Linked DNA regions of Zea mays: region 2 is linked to region 1. A link is a contact called in public Hi-C data. All regions are on one chromosome and are shown on one strand. The core of a region is the stretch at or near the end of the contact, and the rest is flanking DNA. Distances in the headings are between cores, read along the strand shown. Region 1 holds the start of LOC100281411. Region 2 holds the start of LOC103626517 (MDIS1-interacting receptor like kinase 1).

The links. A called contact is a pair of places that touch in the nucleus more often than the background predicts.
Region 2: a contact with region 1 is called in a Hi-C map of root tip, with 2.1 times the contacts expected there. The contact joins the promoter of LOC103626517 here to the promoter of LOC100281411 in region 1. A contact is called at or near these places in 3 of 25 Hi-C or Micro-C datasets (ear, endosperm and root tip).

The regions. Positions count from the first base shown.
Region 1 is chr5:70,398,144-70,404,136 of Zm-B73-REFERENCE-NAM-5.0, reverse strand. LOC100281411 reads right to left here and starts at 2,855. Exons shown (of 3, transcript NM_001368004.1): 1 at 2,593-2,855; 2 at 2,240-2,509; 3 at 758-2,130. The coding sequence starts at 2,794. The coding sequence ends at 935.
Region 2 is chr5:70,629,293-70,635,285 of Zm-B73-REFERENCE-NAM-5.0, reverse strand. It overlaps LOC103626517 (MDIS1-interacting receptor like kinase 1), which reads left to right and starts at 3,034. Exons shown (of 3, transcript XM_008646934.3): 1 at 3,034-3,408; 2 at 3,492-5,993. The coding sequence starts at 4,489.

The DNA of each region.
Region 1 (5,993 bases), core at 1,606-4,105:
CAAAACTGGCTGTGACGTATGGATCGGCGACAGAGAAACAGCAACCGACCTATTATCGCTTTTTTCCTTCTTTTTTTGTTGTTGTTGCACCTAACATGACCACCAGCAAGCAAGCATGCCTTTTGATTTTCTTCATGGGGTTGAGAGCTGTCCATATCTCCCAGACAGCACGTAAGTTGTAAGCAAAGAAGTTGTTAGGATGCTTTACAGGACCTCCTGTAGTGGTTGCATTGCATGCGTGCATTGCACTTCTATCTATCTATGAATGGATGGTGAACAACGTGTTGGCTTGAGCCAGAATGTGCCTCTAGCCGAGTCGGTAGAGAGGAGCAAAACGGGCTCTAGCGTAGATAGCTAAGTGGTTTGAATAGCGCTTCTCAGATCTTGAGTTTGACCAAAAATCTCATCATCTGTCTCACGCTAAATTATAGATCTAAGGTTCCGTCTCAATTGTGTTCTCTATGTATTATGGATAGGGTAGGGATTTGGTGAGTCTTCTTTTTAATATAATACCGTGAGGTGGTCTTAGCCTCAGTTGTTTTTTATACGACAGAGAGGATCAGAGGAAGCATACATACACGAACCTTTGCTTCCAAACGCTTGCACTGAAACATCATTTTCGTTTTCTTTTGCGATAGATAATTCATGGGTGGGCCGCATGCATGCATGCACGCTGCACGCACAATCGATCTTTCTTCTAGTTCTTGGAAGGAACATAATGGGATGGTAATCGGAGGAATGAATGATGCCAAGCGAATGAAGAATGAACAGAATTCTCGTTCGTTCGTGTGTAGTGTATGTATGTTCTCTTCTCTTCTTTTCTTACGACAAACAAAACAAAACCGGCAGATGAACCAACCAAATTACCAATCCCATGCCCGACGACCTGAGCGAGCTTCCTCCTGCCGGCCGGCTATGGTGAATCCATTCCTCGTCACTGCTGCAGCTTGTCGAGCGCCTGCAGCAGCACGGGCCGGAACCTTGTGAGGTTGACGACGACGTCCTGCTCCATGACGGTCTCCCGCGGGTACTTGTCCCTCAGCCTCGTCTCCTCCTCCCCGACGTAGTACTCCAGGTACCGGAGCCCCATCCCGGCCGCCGCCCGCCCGTAGGAGCTGGTGGTCACCCACTCTATCTTCTTGCCCCACGGCACGATCTGCACCAGCACCGCCTCCGTCGGCAGGAACACCTGGTTCGTCAGCCCGGCGCCGCGCACGCCCACCAGCACGTCCGCCGCGTTCACCCGCGCGGCGAACTCCGCCACGTCGTCCGCGCCGGCCTCGGCGGACGCCACGTCGAACCCGAGCGCGTCCGCCGCCGCCGCCACCTCCTCCAGGTTCAGCAGCCTCCGCGGCGAGACGACGAGCAACCGGGGACGCATGCCGGGCGCCCCGCCGAGGACGGCGGGGCGGTCCCGCGGCAGCGCCAGCGCGCCGCGCAGGAACCGCGCGAAGTCCGCCATCGTCACGTTGCGCGGGTTCCGGTTCCGGGCCGGGTGAGGCGACAGGTCCAGATCCCGGTCGCGGTCGCGGTACAGCAGCCCCACCACGAACGCGCCCGCGGGGAAGCAGTGCACGCCGTCCAGCGGCCCCTCCTCCTCCCCCTCGGCGTCGCCGTCCAGGCTGACCACGCCGTGGCGGGACAGCTTCCGCAGCAGCGGCGCGTACTTGCGCACCCACCGCGGCTTGTAGTCGGCCACCACCAGCTGCACCTCGCCGTCCAGGTGCGCCGTCGTCAGGAACAGCGGGACCAGCGCGTCCGTCATGTCGTCGTCGAACAGGTTGTTGTCCGTGTTGTACCCGCCCACGGAGAACACCACCGCGGGCACCGCGTGCCGCTTCGTGCACTCGGGCGCCGCCGCGCCCGAAGCCACCGACTTCACCGTTATGTGTGGCATTGAGGAGTCGTCCTTGCGGGCGTACGGTCGGAGCCGCTTCTCGACGCTCTCGTCGAACCCCCCGCCGCCGCCGCCGGACGGGTTCACCAGGTACACCGTCCTCTGCTTCGGGCTCACGCGCACGTCGCCGGACAGCTCGCACACGGTCGGCCGGGCGTACGGGAACCGCTCGTCCACGCTGTTCTCGTCGCACGTCATCTTGCCTCCTTGTTGGCCGCCGTTGCCATCCTCAGCTGAAAGCAGAGAAATTTATTGAACACGTGGTTCCATCACCATGTAAGATGTAAATGTGTGTTCTCGAACGAAGAAGCAAAAAAAGAGACAAAGAGAGGTGGGGATTACATGGCTTGTTGGTGGGCTCGGCCTCCGCATTCCCGCCGCCGTCCTTCCTGGTGGGCAAGCCGGGCTCGTCGGACCCCGCTGCCATGTCGTTCCTCATGACGGCAGCTTCCGGCAAGCCGGGCTCCGTCCCACGCAGATCGCCGGTATCCGCGCCGTCGCCGTCGTCCAGCGTCTCTTCCGGAGGGATGGTCTCCGTCTCCGGCACGGACGGCTTGGACGAGGCCAGCGGCGCGTTCTGCTGCATCAGCGCGGACGTGTTGGCCGTGCTGGCTGAGGAGGAAGTGAGGAAGGCAGCTCCGGTTAGACTCGTGAGGAGGAGGAGGAGGAACGGAGGGGTCGGCGAGCGCACTCACCGAATACAGGGGAGTAGACCGCGAAGAGCTTGGCGAGGGAGACGTAGGTGAGGAGCGCCAGGCAGCAGCCGGCGACGAGGCCGACGCCCAGCTTCTTGGGCTCGAATTTGGACGTGAGGCCCCGCATGAGGCGCGGGGGCAGCCGCCGCTCGCCGCCCGGCAGCTTGTTGGACGACGACCGCGAGTACGCCGTGGACGCCATGGCGTGCCGGGGCCGCGGCAGCACGGCTCAGCGGAAGGGGAAGGAGAGCGAGGAGGATCGCTAATGCGCAGGCATTTGTATGCGGGCAGGAAAACGGAGAAGATGCATATAGAGTTGGATTCCAGATGGTGGTGTTCGGTGATGAACAGCTGCATGCTTTGACTGTCCACCTACTCTTGCTTCCTACTCACTACTACTCACCAGCAAAGGATACTAGATCTTTCTTTTTTTTGGTGGTGAAACGGACAGTGTACTACAAAAAAAACTGTTGTGTTCTGAGATCTTCTAATCCAATAATACAACACGACCTAGAGGAAGCCAAGTTAGTCCGTGGCGTCGGCATCCTAAACGATCGAGGCACCCTGGCTGGCCAACAATTAGTCAGGAGGGAGTTTGCAGTGTGCTTTCGCCGACTTGGTCGCGGGAGGGCTCTATAAACCTGCTAGATTAGTTGTGCTTTTTATAGTGAGGCTCCGAGATATAAGGAACGAACCTCCAGTCGTGCCGCCGCCAGCGCAGCACGCGTGTGCAGAGCCACTAACCGTCGCGTGTGACGAGAGATCCCTCCAACTCGATCCTCGCCGCCGGTCGGCCAGCCGGCGGCGCACGATGTACGTTCTCTCGGAGCAACGACGCCCCTCCTCCTGCTGCTGCTGCTGCTGCGGCGGCGGCGGTGGCCACCACCACCATGCTCCCAGACGACGACGGCGGCGGGGTTCCCTGCGACAACTGCGCCGCCCAGCGCGCGCTGCTCCACTGCGCCCAGCTCGGCACGCGCCTGTGCCTGCCCTGCGACGTCCCCGTGCACGCCGCGGCCGCCTTCCACGAGCGCGCCCCGCTCTGCGAGCGATGCCACGCAGCGGCCGCCGCCGCGCGCTGCGCCGTCCACCGGGCCTCGTTCTGCGCGCCGTGCGCGCGCGCTGCCGGGTGCGACGCCGAGAGCCATGCCCGTTGCCCGACACGCTTCTACACTGGGTTCCCGGATCCCGCGGACCTCGCGCGCATTCTCTACGTTGACGTCCCGCCCGTCGATGTGCCGCCATTGCCACCGCCGCCGCAACCGAATCTTGCTTAACCTATTCAGCATCGAACTGCAGCCAACCGACACGTTGCTTAACCTATTCAGCATCGAATTGCAGCCAACCGATCTTCCAGCCAGCAGCAGATCTTACGACGGCAGCAGACCGCCACCGCCGCAACCGAATCCTCCTAACACATTGCTTAACCTATTCAACATAGAACTGCAGCCAACCGATCTTCCAGCCAGCAGCAGATCTCACGACGGCAGCAGACCGCCACCGCCGCCGCCGCAACCTAATCCTCCTGACACGTTGCTTAACCTATTCAACATCGAACTGCAGCCAACTGATCTTCCAGCCAGCAGCAGATCTTATGACGAACAGCACACTATGAATGTGATGAACAAGGTAGATACATACTATTATATATTTGCTAGTCTACGACTGAGCTAATGACAACATTTCTGAATCTCAAACAGACATTTTATGCGATCGTTCTTTTGATGATTAAACTAATCATAATTTACAAATTTTTAACAAAAACTGAATTTTGAATTGAGATGAAGCTAACATATCTCTTCTCGTTCTTTTCTTCTTTTCTTATGGTTGGACCACTGCCTTTCAGGCATCTTTGCTGCCAGTTATTACCTTTGGACGTACTATTAGTTTTATTCAGGCAATCTCATCCAAACTAGCGGAGGCCGAGGCGACTTGGAAGAGCAGGCGGTGGCCGGCGGCGCGTTAACGTCTAGCGGTGGCGAAGGAGATGCTGATCCCTTCACACAAGACTGCTCCGATTGGTACATCCTCTCCGACGAATCCTGGAGCTTCACTCCACCCCCGAGACATTGCTTCAAAGTCGAGGTATTCTTTTTTAAAAAATATAATTGGCAGATTTTGATTCCTTATTTAAAAAAAAGACATTGTAGTTAAAGAGTTCACCTAAATTGTTATAATAGGTCTATATGCGGTTAACTTATTGGACAATTTGGATTAAACCTAGGAGAGGTTGAGCCTGTTTGTTTTAGCTCTTTTTTCTGATAAACTTTTCTAGAATCTGGTTGTGGAGGGAATCTAGCTATCAGAAAAATCCGATTATCGTGGGGATTACGTGTAGAGGAAGATGAAGGGGTCCATATGATTTCTCATAGGTGCATGCTGAAAATTAGTTGTAGATGTTATTACTCCTTTTTATCTTTTTATGATATTCTTATTTAGTACCGTAGATGTTATTACTCTTTTATATAAAATCAGTCAAACTTTGATAGTTTGTGGACTATGTTGATTCTACGAGTTGATTTCGATAGTTTTCGGTGGAGTCTTGTTGATCCCGTCTAACCTGTTTTCGTTATTTAGCAATGAATTAATCTAGGGAGAGACAGAGAGTGAGTTAGACCTTCGAGAACGATGTGGATGTTCGTCATTACTATATCGGGCCAGTCTACGTATGAACCAGAGCATTGTTGTTCACCAGTCTATGCATGGACCAGGTTGGGAATGTTCCAGTCACTTGGGGGCCCTTGAGGCAGGGTGTTTGACGAGGCAAGGTCAAAGTCTTTAACAATCAAACATCAGGCTTCTACACAACCTTCTTGAAGAGCTCACCGATGTTGCACCACTAAGCCATATAGGAGACAGAAACCTTTAAGAGTAACAAGCCAATGACCTTACTTGATGATCACTCTAGTGCTTCAAAGTTTAAACAATTGACGTAATGCACTAGGTCGCTCTCAATCTCACTAGAAAACAATCATTAAGCTATGTGAGTGAGAGAGAGGAGAGAAAAGGCTCAACTGTTGTTCTAAATGACCTTGAAGTGCTTAACCCCGAGCACTAAGTATATACAACCTCCATCTCAAAAACTAGCTGTTACGGTAACTTTTTGTGAAAATTGGGCATTCTTGGACTATCCGTAGTTTAGGTTGGACTGTCCACATTTGAATCTGAAAGGTTATAAATGACTCTATCAGGCTACATATTTACAAGTTTCTAAAACAATTTGCCATAATCATGGCAATTCATGAGATATCCAACTCTCTATAATCTTCTATAAAGCATGGCTAATCATGAGATATGTATGGAATAAAGGTTCTAGAATATTCTGTAACAACCATGACAAGATATGAAGCCTAGATATTTGTTACCATGTGAAAGGGAATTAGGCTTACACCTAGTCCCTA
Region 2 (5,993 bases), core at 1,785-4,284, 230 kb before region 1:
CCTTTACACTTACATTATAAAAACTGGTTCAATTATGCACTTCGATATTTGCTTTGGTTTGTGTTGGCATCAATCACCAAAAAGGGGGAGATTGAAAGGGAATTAGGCTTACACCTAGTTCCTATATAATTTTGGTGGTTGAATTGTCCAATACAAATCTTTGGACTAACTAGTTTACCCAAGTGTATAGATTATACAGGTGTAAAAGGCTCACACTCAGCCAATAAAAAGACCAAGTTTTGGATTCAATAAAGGAGCAAAGGGGCAACCGAGGGCACCCCTGGTCTGGCGCACCGGACTGTCCGGTGTGCCACCGGACAGTGAACAGTACCTGTCCGGTGCACCAGGGGACTCAGACTCCAACTCTTCACTCTCGGGAATTCTCGGAAGCCGGCGCGCTATAATTCACCGGACTGTCCGGTGCTCCAAGGAAGCTCGGCCTCCGGAACTCGCCAGCCTCGGGTTCGCGCGGCAGCCGCTCCGCTAAAATTCACCGGACTGTCCGGTGTGCACCGGACTGTCCGGTGAAGCACGGAGCAACGGCTACTTCCGCGCCAACGGTCACCTGCAAGTGCATTTAATGCGCGCTCTGCGCGCGCAGTCGGCAGGCGCGCCCATACCGGTGCACCGGACATCAAACAGTGCATGTCCGGTGTGCACCGGACACCCAGGCGGGCCCACAAGTCAGAAGCTCCAACGGCTAGAATCCAACGGCATTGGTGACGTGGCAGGGGCACCGGACTGTCCGGTGTGCACCGGACTGTCCGGTGCGCCATCGAACAGAGAGCTCCCAGCAACGGCCACATTTGGTGGTTGGGGCTATAAATACCCCAACCACCCCACATTCATTGCCATCCAAGTTTTCCCACTTCTTAACCACTTACAAGAGCTAGGCATTCAATTCTAGACACATACAAAGAGATCAAATCCTCTCCAATTCCACTCAAGCCTTTAGTGACTAGCGAGAGAGATTTGCCGTGTTCTTTTGAGCTCTTGCGCTTGGATCGCACTCTTTCTTTCTCTTTTGCTCTTGTGATCAACACTCAATTGTAACCGAGGCAAGAGGCACCGATTGTGTGGTGGCCCTTGCGGGGAAGTTTTGTTCCCGGTTGATTGAGAAGAAGGAAAGCTCACTCGGTCCGAGGGACCGTTTGAGAGAGGGAAGGGTTGAAAGAGACCCGGCCTTTGTGGCCTCCTCAACGGGGAGTAGGTTTGCAAGAACCGAACCTCGGTAAAACAAATCCACGTGTCACTCTCTTTATTTGCTTGCGATTTGTTTTGCGCCCTCTCTTGCGGACTCATTTATTATCACTAACGCTAACCCCGGCTTGTAGTTGTGATTATTTTTGTAAATTTCAGTTTCGCCCTATTCACCCCCCCTCTAGGCGACTATCAACTACGCTATTGGAGGGGAGCGGCGGCAGGAGACGGTAGGGAAGGAGGTAGGCTAGGCTGGAGAGAGAGACAGAGAAGGAGAGTGTAGAGATACAGAGAGGGCTCGTAAACTGATTTGGATAAAAAATTTCGCGTCCGCTGGACGCTGGTCAGCACGCGTCAGCACGCGTCAGCACAAGAGAGGCGTCGTAGCCGAGAACGCGGAGAAGGCTCCAAACCAGAGCGTCTTTTAACAAGAAGTAATATGTTAGAGAAATATACATTTTCAATTTTAATTTAATCCAGAAAATCACAGTGATGTATGTGACGACATGTATGTGCATATGTGTATCACTATTCATATAAACAGTAAAGAACAGTAAAATATACACAAATATTAAGAACATATTGTACGTTGTGGAGGGACCGATGCTCAAGGCATCAGTAGCTCCATTCACACGAGACATCTCGTGTGTATGTTCGATATAGTCATACACATTTGATGCAGACAGATGTACGCAGTGCAGTCCCACGAACGGTGCCGACGACGAAGAACTGGATCAGCGTTGGTCGAGCGGACGGAGCGAGCAGTCGCGAGTATGCTCCCCAAAAACCTGATCGCCTGCACACCCATGCAAGTGTCGCTCTGCGGACGACGATTTCGGAGGCCTGCTCTCCCACACTCTCTGTGCTCGCAGAAGGTGGGACGGGAATGACTATGTGCAACGCGTCTGAGACTGTACGTACGTGCTGTAACCAGAAACAACCTCCCCTTCTCCGTATATGTACACGTGCAGAGGGGGGCGAACAGATAGTAACGATCGCGATCAGAGCTACTCTTACAGCTAGCCAGAAAACTGACGCTATCAGTGACGTCCGTTACTAGCTGACAGTCATTACAGAAGGAGGCGAACAGACAGTAACGGTCGTCATCAGAGCTACCGTTACAGCCATTCTAGAAACTAATGCCATCAGTGACGTATGTTACTAGCTGACAGCCATTATAGAGGGAGGCGAACGAACGGTAACAGTCGCCATCAGACTACCGTTACAGCCAGCCAGAAACTGATGCCACCAGTGATATCCGTTACTAGCTGACAATCATTACAGCTCGTCCATTACTAGTCATAAAACATAAAACAGACAGACAAAACAAAATACGTAACAGTTAGAAAGGAATTCAGACCAAGGTCCGATCTAACACAGCCCGGCCAGCGGCGCGCGCGCGTGTGGCGGTACTTCATTCTTTCCTGAGCTTCTCAATAGATGCACCAATGATCCATCTATTTAAGTTGATTTAATTGTTCTTTGACATTTTGGTATGGTACTAAAGTACTAGTCCATCGTAGAATTAAAGTGAGCCTTTAGCATTGACTATTATTGAATATTAATTTGGGCAAGACCCACGTTAATTCAACATGATAATCATAGGACAGATGGTGTGGGTTGATCAGGGGTTAACGTCCATTCTTCATTTTCTGCTTCATTTTCTGCTACTGCTATCGTTGTGCATATATATGGGTTACAGCATGCATGGCTAACTTAATTTGGGAGGGGTTTTATTTTGTTATTTTTTCCTCCAACGACACCAAAACTCATCATGGCTAGCTGCATGCATGATTAATAAGCTCCATCGGCTGGTATGCATGCACGCCGCCATTGCATTGCATGTATATATATGATCCCATCCCACGCCATATCATCGATCTCGAGTACGCATTAGCCCTGCTGCCTGCACCTGGCTAGCTTGATTTGCTAGCTAGGGCCGGATCAGGCCCTATACGACTATGGTCTCCAATTGGTTTGTGTTTGATCGTCGATCAAGATGGTCTGATGGTGCAAAGCTCATCTTGTTTTGACTCTGCATTATTCTCCCATGGTGCAAAGCTCGGTCAGATTAGCCTTTTCCAAGAGAGTCAGGAGGCCGGTTATATATTAGGCCTAGCAGGCACCTGTCTTCTTTAGCTTGGTTCTGTACTTTCAAAGGCAGCCAGAGTGCAGTTAGACAAGGACCAGTCCTACTAATCACTCGTGGTTCTTTCTCTGACAAACTGTGTTTCAGCAGCCTTCCAAAACTGTGTCAACTCACTTGTGGTTCTTTATCTGAATGCGTGTAGGACAGATGACATTCTACTGGGGAACATGTGGAAGGATCCCCTTTGGAAGCTCGGGTTAAGTCAATCTATTATTTCAGAGCCTGCAATGGAAGCATGCATCCTCCTATGGCAGAGGATTAGCGATGTGAAATTACTGTAGCTCTTATTGTCCTAATAGAGTAGGAGGAGCTATAGCTCCAAGCATGGTGGTACTGGTACTAGTAGTCAGCATCAGTTGAAATCTTAAGCTTTCATCTGCACAAAATGCAGGAGTGGATCTGTTTCAGAACTTGGTAGCAGGAAAAAGAAGCTTCCAAAGAAGGCCGTACAAACACCACTCCTAGTTTACAGCATCTTGGTCTCTGGCTAGTACTGATCCTACTAGTTATTAGTAATCTATCAGGTCCAGAAAGCTAGAGCAGAGGTAATCTTCTACTGTCTGCAGTGACAGGGGGAATGTAAACTGAAGATGCAACGCGATTAAATTTACTCTGATCTCTGACAAAGTAGAAAGATTAAACAACGCCGATCGACATTGCATGCCCAAAAGCAATCAGGCAGCAGAAGCCATGGCTTTCTCTTTCTCTTATTTAAAACACATTCCCTCCATGTTCCATGTTCTCATGTTCCTCTGCAAAACCCAGCTCACATTCGTTCGCAGGGTGAGGTGTCCGGCGTGGTGGTGGCATGTTATGAAATGCCAAGAAAGATCCATTATCTTATCGCATGCCTTTAACCCGATCATGGGACTAGTGAGAAATGGTGATATAAAAAAGCCTTTTCTGCCACCTTCTTCTTTCTTCCACCGAGCTCTGCAGCAGAGCCTCTGCCATTCCTGCAGATGCGGTAGTAGTGTCTGTCGACAAACGAACTACCAGACTGTGCCTCTGACATGGCGCAGCACTAGAAGCAGCAGAGGCACTGCAGCAGCTAGAATAGAACTAGAAAGCCGATCCAGGTTTCAGGCTTTCAGCTCCCGAAAGTGCTTTCTAGGAAAGTGGCGGCGGGTTCTCTTCTGATGGAGGCCAGAGTAACGGTCCTGGCCCTGCTGCTAGTGACAGTATGGTCAATCTCGTGCACCAGGGCTGGCGCCGCCGGCGACGAGCGGGCGGCGCTACTCGCGCTCAAAGCGGGCTTCGTCGACTCGCTGGGCGCGCTCGCCGACTGGACGGACGGCGCCAAGGCCGCGCCGCACTGCAGGTGGACGGGAGTGCGGTGCAACGCCGCCGGCCTCGTCGACGAGCTCGACCTCTCCGGGAAGAACCTGAGCGGCAAGGTCACGGGCGACGTGCTCCGGCTGCCGTCGCTCGCCGTCCTCAACCTCTCCTCCAACGCGTTCGCCACCGCGCTGCCCAAGTCCCTGGCGCCGCTGTCCAGCCTCCGGGTGCTCGACGTGAGCCAGAACTCGTTCGAAGGCGCGTTCCCGGCCGGCCTCGGCGCCTGCGCTGGCCTCGACACCGTCAACGCCTCCGGCAACAACTTCGTCGGCGCGCTCCCCGCCGACCTAGCCAACGCCACGTCGCTCCAGACCGTCGACCTCAGGGGCAGCTTCTTCGGCGGCGGCATCCCGGCGGCTTACCGGAGCCTCACCAAGCTCAGGTTCCTGGGCCTCTCCGGCAACAACATCACCGGCAAGATCCCGCCGGAGCTCGGCGAGCTCGAGTCGCTCGAGAGCCTCATCATTGGCTACAATGCGCTGGAGGGTACCATCCCGCCGGAGCTCGGCGGCCTCGCCAACCTCCAGTACCTCGACCTCGCCGTCGGCAACCTCGACGGGCCCATCCCGGCGGAGCTCGGCAGGCTTCCGGCCCTCACCGCGCTATACCTGTACAAGAACAACCTCGAAGGCAAGATACCGCCGGAGCTCGGCAACATCTCCACGCTCGTCTTCCTCGACCTGTCCGACAACTCGCTCACGGGCCCGATCCCCGACGAGATCGCGCAGCTGAGCCACCTCCGGCTGCTCAACCTCATGTGCAACCACCTCGACGGCACCGTGCCGGCGACCATCGGGGACATGCCGAGCCTGGAGGTGCTCGAGCTGTGGAACAACTCCTTGACAGGGCAGCTGCCCGCGTCGCTCGGTAACAGCTCGCCGTTGCAGTGGGTGGACGTGTCGTCGAACTCCTTCACCGGCCCCGTCCCGGCTGGGATCTGCGACGGCAAGGAGCTCGCCAAGCTGATCATGTTCAACAACGGCTTCACCGGCGGGATCCCGGCCGGGCTCGCGTCGTGCGCGTCTCTGGTACGCGTGCGCATGCAGAGCAACCGGCTCACCGGCACGATCCCCGTTGGGTTCGGCAAGCTGCCGTCGCTGCAGCGGCTCGAGCTCGCAGGCAACGACCTGTCCGGAGAGATCCCCGGCGACCTAGCGTCGTCGACGTCGCTCTCATTCATCGACCTATCTCACAACCACCTCCAATACACGCTTCCGTCGAGCCTCTTCACGATCCCGACGCTGCAGAGCTTCTTGGCGTCAGACAACCTCATCTCCGGCGAGCTCCCCGACCAGTTCCAGGATTG